Linked DNA regions of Callithrix jacchus: region 1 is linked to region 2. A link is a contact called in public Hi-C data. All regions are on one chromosome and are shown on one strand. The core of a region is the stretch at or near the end of the contact, and the rest is flanking DNA. Distances in the headings are between cores, read along the strand shown. Region 1 has its middle 35 kb from the start of SDC3. Region 2 holds the start of MATN1 (matrilin 1).

Region 1 (2,700 bases), core at 139-2,638, 190 kb after region 2:
ATGGTGGTGGGCACCTGTGGTCTCTGCTGCTCGGGAGGCTGAGACATGAGAACACTTGAAGCTGGGAGACAGAGGCTGCAGTGAGCCAAGATCATGCCACTGCACTCCAGCCTGGGCAACAGAGCAAGATTTTGTCCCACAAAAACAAAGAAAAAAACAGAGGGAGTCTGGCCAGAGAGGACCTACCTCCTCTCAGAGAGAATCTAGAAAGACTGCATGGTGGTGGTGGTGACATCTCTCCTGGGCCACGCAGGCAGGCCTTGGAGAATTGGGTGCTCTGAAGTGGTCCTGCAGTGGCTGAGCCCCACCCAGCAGGAGAGACTCCAAGGTCCTGAGCTCCAGCTTGATGCTTCATCCTGGCATCATGCATGGATGAGGCTGAGAACATTCTGGAAGCTTGTTCCCTGTGATCTAGAATGGACAGAGCAGGCAGGGCCTACTTTAACTGCCCATTTCACAGAGAAAACAATTGAGGCCTGAAAAGGAAATGTGATTAACCCCAAGGTCACACAGTCAGCCTGTGGCAGAACTGGGACTAGAACCCAGGTCGCTTCACTCCTTGTCCTGGGGGCTTTCTCTCTTCCACTCCTTTCTCCTGGACCATCTGCTCTGTTGTTTACAAAGCTCTTAGGATAAGCCCCCTCCCCCGCAAGATCTTCATTCAGACCCACAGGCTGTCCCACCCTGGCCATCAAAGGTCACAGGACTAGGAAATGACCGTTGGCGGAGCCTAGGCCCAGGAGCTATGCTCACACACCTGCCCTCTTCTCTGTGCAGGAACAGGGAAGCTGGATGAGGACAGAGGAGGGGAGGAGAGAGGGGAGGACAGGAGGAGGGCACTGCCCCAGAAGCCGTTCCAGGAACACACCCCCGTGCCTGGGAATAAACTGCTCATTTGGAATCATTTTCCTGGAATCAAAAATAAGCCTCCCTAAAAATACATTTTCTTTCTCACCTCACCCTGAGGCTAGAGCAGCTCAGCTGCCTCTAGGAGGTGGGGTAGGGGGAGAATGGGAGTGACCAGGGCCTGTGGGGGGAGATCTCTCTTCCCCAGGGCTGTGGAACCTGACCACTGGGTCACCCTCTCTGAGCACAGCTGTCATTGAGATATGTAATGCGTCATGTTTGTGTATTTGGCTTTTTAGATTTTCGAGACTGCTGGACCCACATTCAAACTTCAACCTAGAGTTATTGAGACCCAGCAAGGGCTGGGCACAGATCTGGACACTGAGAACACCCACCAAGGGTGGGAGACAGACAACAGGCAAGCGACTGCACCCAGGGGGCACCCCAGCACTGCCCTCACCCCCTGTGTGCCCTGAACGGATGCTCCCCCTGGCCTCAGGTGCCCCCCTGGCCTCAGTCTCCTCATCTGTAAAGGGATCAGATCCCGGCAGCCACAGTGAATTCCCTTCGGGCAGCCCTGCTGCTGGCCATGGCGGAGGGAAAGAGCAGCTGCCCTGGCAGCACTGGCTCCGAAGAGACACCTGGGGCACTCCGGGCTCAAATGCTGGGTCTGCCCCTTCTAGCCCAGTGGCCAGGGCCAGTTTCCTCCCATGAAAGTTAGGGTCAGTGGCAGCTCCCGGGGCTAGAGGGAAGTAAAGAAGGCAACACAGGGCAGCACCCGGCACTGGGGCTCACAGTCACACGCAGCAGACCACTGTGCCTTTGTTATTGTTGTTTTTAGAGACAGGGCTTCCCTGTGTTGTCCAGGCTGAAGTGCAGTGGCACAATCACAGCTCACTGCAGCCTCTATCTCCTGGGTTCAAGAGATCCTCCTGCCCCAGCCTCTTGAGTAGCTGGAACCCCAGACCACTATTTTTAAGTCATTCCTTGTCTGGTTCACCCCAGGCCTGAGGTGGAAGGGCAGGGATACCCCACCTAGCCCCACTGGAAGTGAGAGTCTGAGTTTCTGCAGGGAGGGGGCAAGTGGCTGCCGGGACCCTAGAACAGGTCAGCTCAGCCCCTGAGAGTCGCTGGTCCAGCCCTGTCTAAGGACATGTTTCCACCCTGGGGTCTGGGAGCACCGGGAAGTGTAATCCAATTACACACTTTTAGTTATTTTTAAATGTGTGATTAAATTATTATTGACTAGGCTGGGTGCAGTGGTTCACATTTGTAATCCCAGCACTTTGGGAGGCCGAGGTGGGCAGATCACTTGAGGCTGGGAGTTCAAGACCAGCCTGGCCAACACGGTGAAACTCTGTCTCTACTAAAAATACCCAAATTAGCCAGAGGTGGTGATGTGTGCCTGTATTCCCAACTACTCCAGGGGGACTGAGGCAGGAGAATAGCTGGAACCTGGGAGGTGGAGGTTGCAGTGAGCCAAGATTGTACCACTGCACTCCAGCCTGGGCAAGAGAGTGAGGAAAAAAAGATGATTGACTGTCGTCAACTTGTTGTACCATCAAATGCTGGGTCTGATTGTTCTTTCTTTTTTGTCGTTACCGTTAACTGTCATCCCCCCTCTCCCCTCCCCTGTCACTGGCCTTCCAGCATCTGGTGACCATCCTTCCACTGTCTATCCCCATGAGTTCAATTGTTTTGATGGTTAGATCCCACAGATAAGTTTAAAGAGCTTCTTTGAGTGAAAAGCACTTCATGAACTGGGAAACACCAAACCAGAAGAGGTTTAATGTTCCCGAGACAAATCATCAGAGGCAATTATGTATGGAATAAGAGCAGAAGTAAAATCAAGTA
Region 2 (2,831 bases), core at 202-2,701:
GAGTTCAGGCCTGGGGTCAGATCCTAGCTCAGCCACTCTGCGGGGTCCTGAGCAGATCACTGCACCTTTATGAGCTTCCATGATCTCACATGTCCAGTGGAGTGAATAAAGCTACTGCATGACAGTCACTGGCCTGGGCCTGCAGTCAGGAGGGGCTCATTGCAAAAACCCTTCCCTCCCATCACATGGCAAGTTTGTACTGAGCAGAGCTGATCCGAAAGAGGAAAGGGCAGGGCCATCCCAACCCCCAAGTTGCGGACTCTCACATGCACTAGACTGGGACTCTGGGCGTCAGAGTTCCTTAGGAGACCTTAGAAACCACCCTGCAGCTGGTTCCCTGCTCTCTATTAGCTAAGGCTACAAATGGGGAAACTGAGACCCAAAGAAGGGAAGGCAATTGGCCACACCACACAGCAGTAGATCAGGAGCCTAGAGGCTCTGGGGCTATCTCACTCTGTGGTCTTAGGCCCTCTCTGGCCTCAGTTTCCCCATCTGTACAGGAAGAATGAGCATTCCAGGACTCAGTGCCCAAACCTGAAACTCTGGAGGGTGATGCTGCCCCGCGGGAACCCAGGGCTGGAAGGACCCGCAAAGGGGGAATGAGTTCTTGGCATCCCAGGTCTGCTGTCATCAAAGAGCCATGGGCTCTGCCCTGGGCTTGGTGCAACTCCAGAGGCCAGCCAGCTCTCTGAATATCTTCTGCTCCCCAGAGACCTGGAAGACCACGGTCCCTGCCACGTGCATGGTCCCTGAGGGCTGAGGAGCACCCCTGTCCCGACCCTTATCAGCACCACCGGCCCTGTCTGCTTTGGCATCAGCCTGCTGCCCACACTGCCTCCCTGCCCCCCTCCCCATCCTGGATCCCATTTGCTCCCTGCCATCTTAGTACCCAGCCCACAGTGCTGATGGTCAGGGCGCACTCGCTCAGTGTCCCCATCTCACACCTGCCCCCTCACCTCTGGACTGGAGGGCGAGACCCGGGCTGCAAGGAGCCTGGAGCAGTAGCAGCAGGCCACAGAGCACGATCCTGGGACCAGAGAGGCCCCTCATGGTTCTGGCAGCAAGGGCAGCAGCCGGCACAGTGGTGGGGGCCAGTGGGGTCCAGTCTTATCAACCCCACTGCCCGCCCAGCCTCTGGGTCAGGTGGCCCCCAACTGATGACTGACGTGGGGGCAGCCCGCCCTGGCCCCCAGCCCCCCAGGGGCGGGGCTCCGGCTGAATGGAGGTGTGTGTGCCCTGAGAGGGCGGGAGCGCCTGGCCCGGGCTCCAGAGGCCCCTCCGACCACAAGGCCTCCTTTGCCTGTAGAAGCAACCAGAGCCGCAGCTGGAATTTGGGAAATCTCAGGTGGGTGGAGGGGGTGGCTCCTCCAGGGGCTGGAGCCAGCGCTGCCTTGAAGCTCCACCCCAAGCCCAGGCATACCTGAGTCCAACGGCCCAGCCCCGCACCGTCATCCCACACCCAAATCCTTCCCCAACCCACAACCCCAAGTTTCTCATGAAATGCACTGCCTCTGCCCCGGCTTCACTGTGCCCTTCTCACCACACACACCCTGCTCCCCAGCTACCCCCGGATTCTCCCCAAAGGCCTCCAGGCCATCGCACCTGCAGGGCCACCTGCCCAGAGTCCTTACCCCTCGCTAACTCTCTGCCTTGCAGAATCTTTCAAGGTCATAATGAGGGCTAACATGTACCGTCACTCAGTACGGGCAGGGCAATGGAAACCACAGTTAAGAGCACAGAATTTCTGGAGCCACGTCACCTGAGTTTGCTATATCCGCAAACTACCTGTGTGACTATGGGCAAGTGACTTCACCTCTCATGTCTCAGATTCCTCATCTGGAAACTAGGCATGGTAACCGCACATACTTCCTGGGGTTCAGTCAAGGAGCAGAGGAGTTAGATGAGGTTTCTCAGTTAATCCCCATGACCACTTTGTAAAGCAGCTACTGTTATTATCTCCATTTCCCAGAGGAACTAAAGAACAGAGAGCTGAAGGAAGTTGTCTGAAGTCACACAGCTAAGAAGCGCTATTGCCAGTACAGAGCTCCAGGCCTGTGCTCTCAGCCACGCTGCTGTCTTGGTGTAGCATGATGGAGGTGCCTCCTCCATGCGCACCTCCTCCCCATGTGCATCCCTGCTTGGCCCACCTCACCTGTGAACCAGTGGATTCATCTCTGCATCAGGTCCAGTGCAGAGAAGGCCAAGATAAACCTTGTAAATAAAGAGGCATAACCAGGAACGACCCCTTTCATTCCATTAGGATCCAGTAGTTCATGAGATAGAGCAGAAAGAGCATGGGCTTGGCTACCTGAGAGATCCAGGTTCAAAGCCACTTCTGCTCCTAACTGGCTGTGTGACCTGGAGCTGGTGACTTAACCTCTCTGAGCCTCAGCTTGCTATGGTGCAGTGGGAATGGTAGCTCTTGGTCTGCCTGCCTCACTGGGACCATGTGAGGGGCAATAGGAGGATGGAGGGGGAGATGGGTTGAAGGATTGTCATTGCTCCAGGGGAAGAATTCTAAGACTTTGGACCTATGCACTTCACTCGTGTAAATTCTACCTCAGTCAAAGGAAATGTACAGACAAAAAGCGATTGCCAGGTGCAGCAGACCCAACTCACGGCTACCACACTCTCCAGCACTAATGACAACGATCCGTTCCACCCTTGACATGGCTCAGTTACTCACACTACCACTCTGTCTCCTTTGCTTTCCCAATAAACCTGTGAGGTCAGCAGATCTGAGTCTGTTGGCCCATTTGTCAGATGGAGAAACTGAGGCCCAGAGAGGTTCACTGACTTACCCGAAGCCACCCAGCCAGTGTAGGGGCAGA

Evidence for each region. A called contact is a pair of places that touch in the nucleus more often than the background predicts.
Region 1: a contact with region 2 is called in a Hi-C map of skeletal muscle, with 5 times the contacts expected there. The contact joins the enhancer-like site here to the promoter of MATN1 in region 2. A contact is called at or near these places in 2 of 3 Hi-C or Micro-C datasets (induced pluripotent stem cells and skeletal muscle).

Annotation. Positions count from the first base shown.
Region 1 is chr7:67,565,878-67,568,577 of calJac240_pri, forward strand. No RefSeq gene overlaps it. Among named protein-coding and RNA genes, the nearest start is that of SDC3, 35 kb to the left of the region's middle. Within about 2 kb of position 1,389, at least 2 of the 16 cell types and tissues checked have an H3K27ac peak or open chromatin away from gene starts, as enhancers often do.
Region 2 is chr7:67,375,681-67,378,511 of calJac240_pri, forward strand. It overlaps MATN1 (matrilin 1), which reads right to left and starts at 1,452. Exons shown (of 9, transcript XM_035308458.3): 1 at 1,421-1,452; 2 at 957-1,027. The coding sequence starts at 1,452.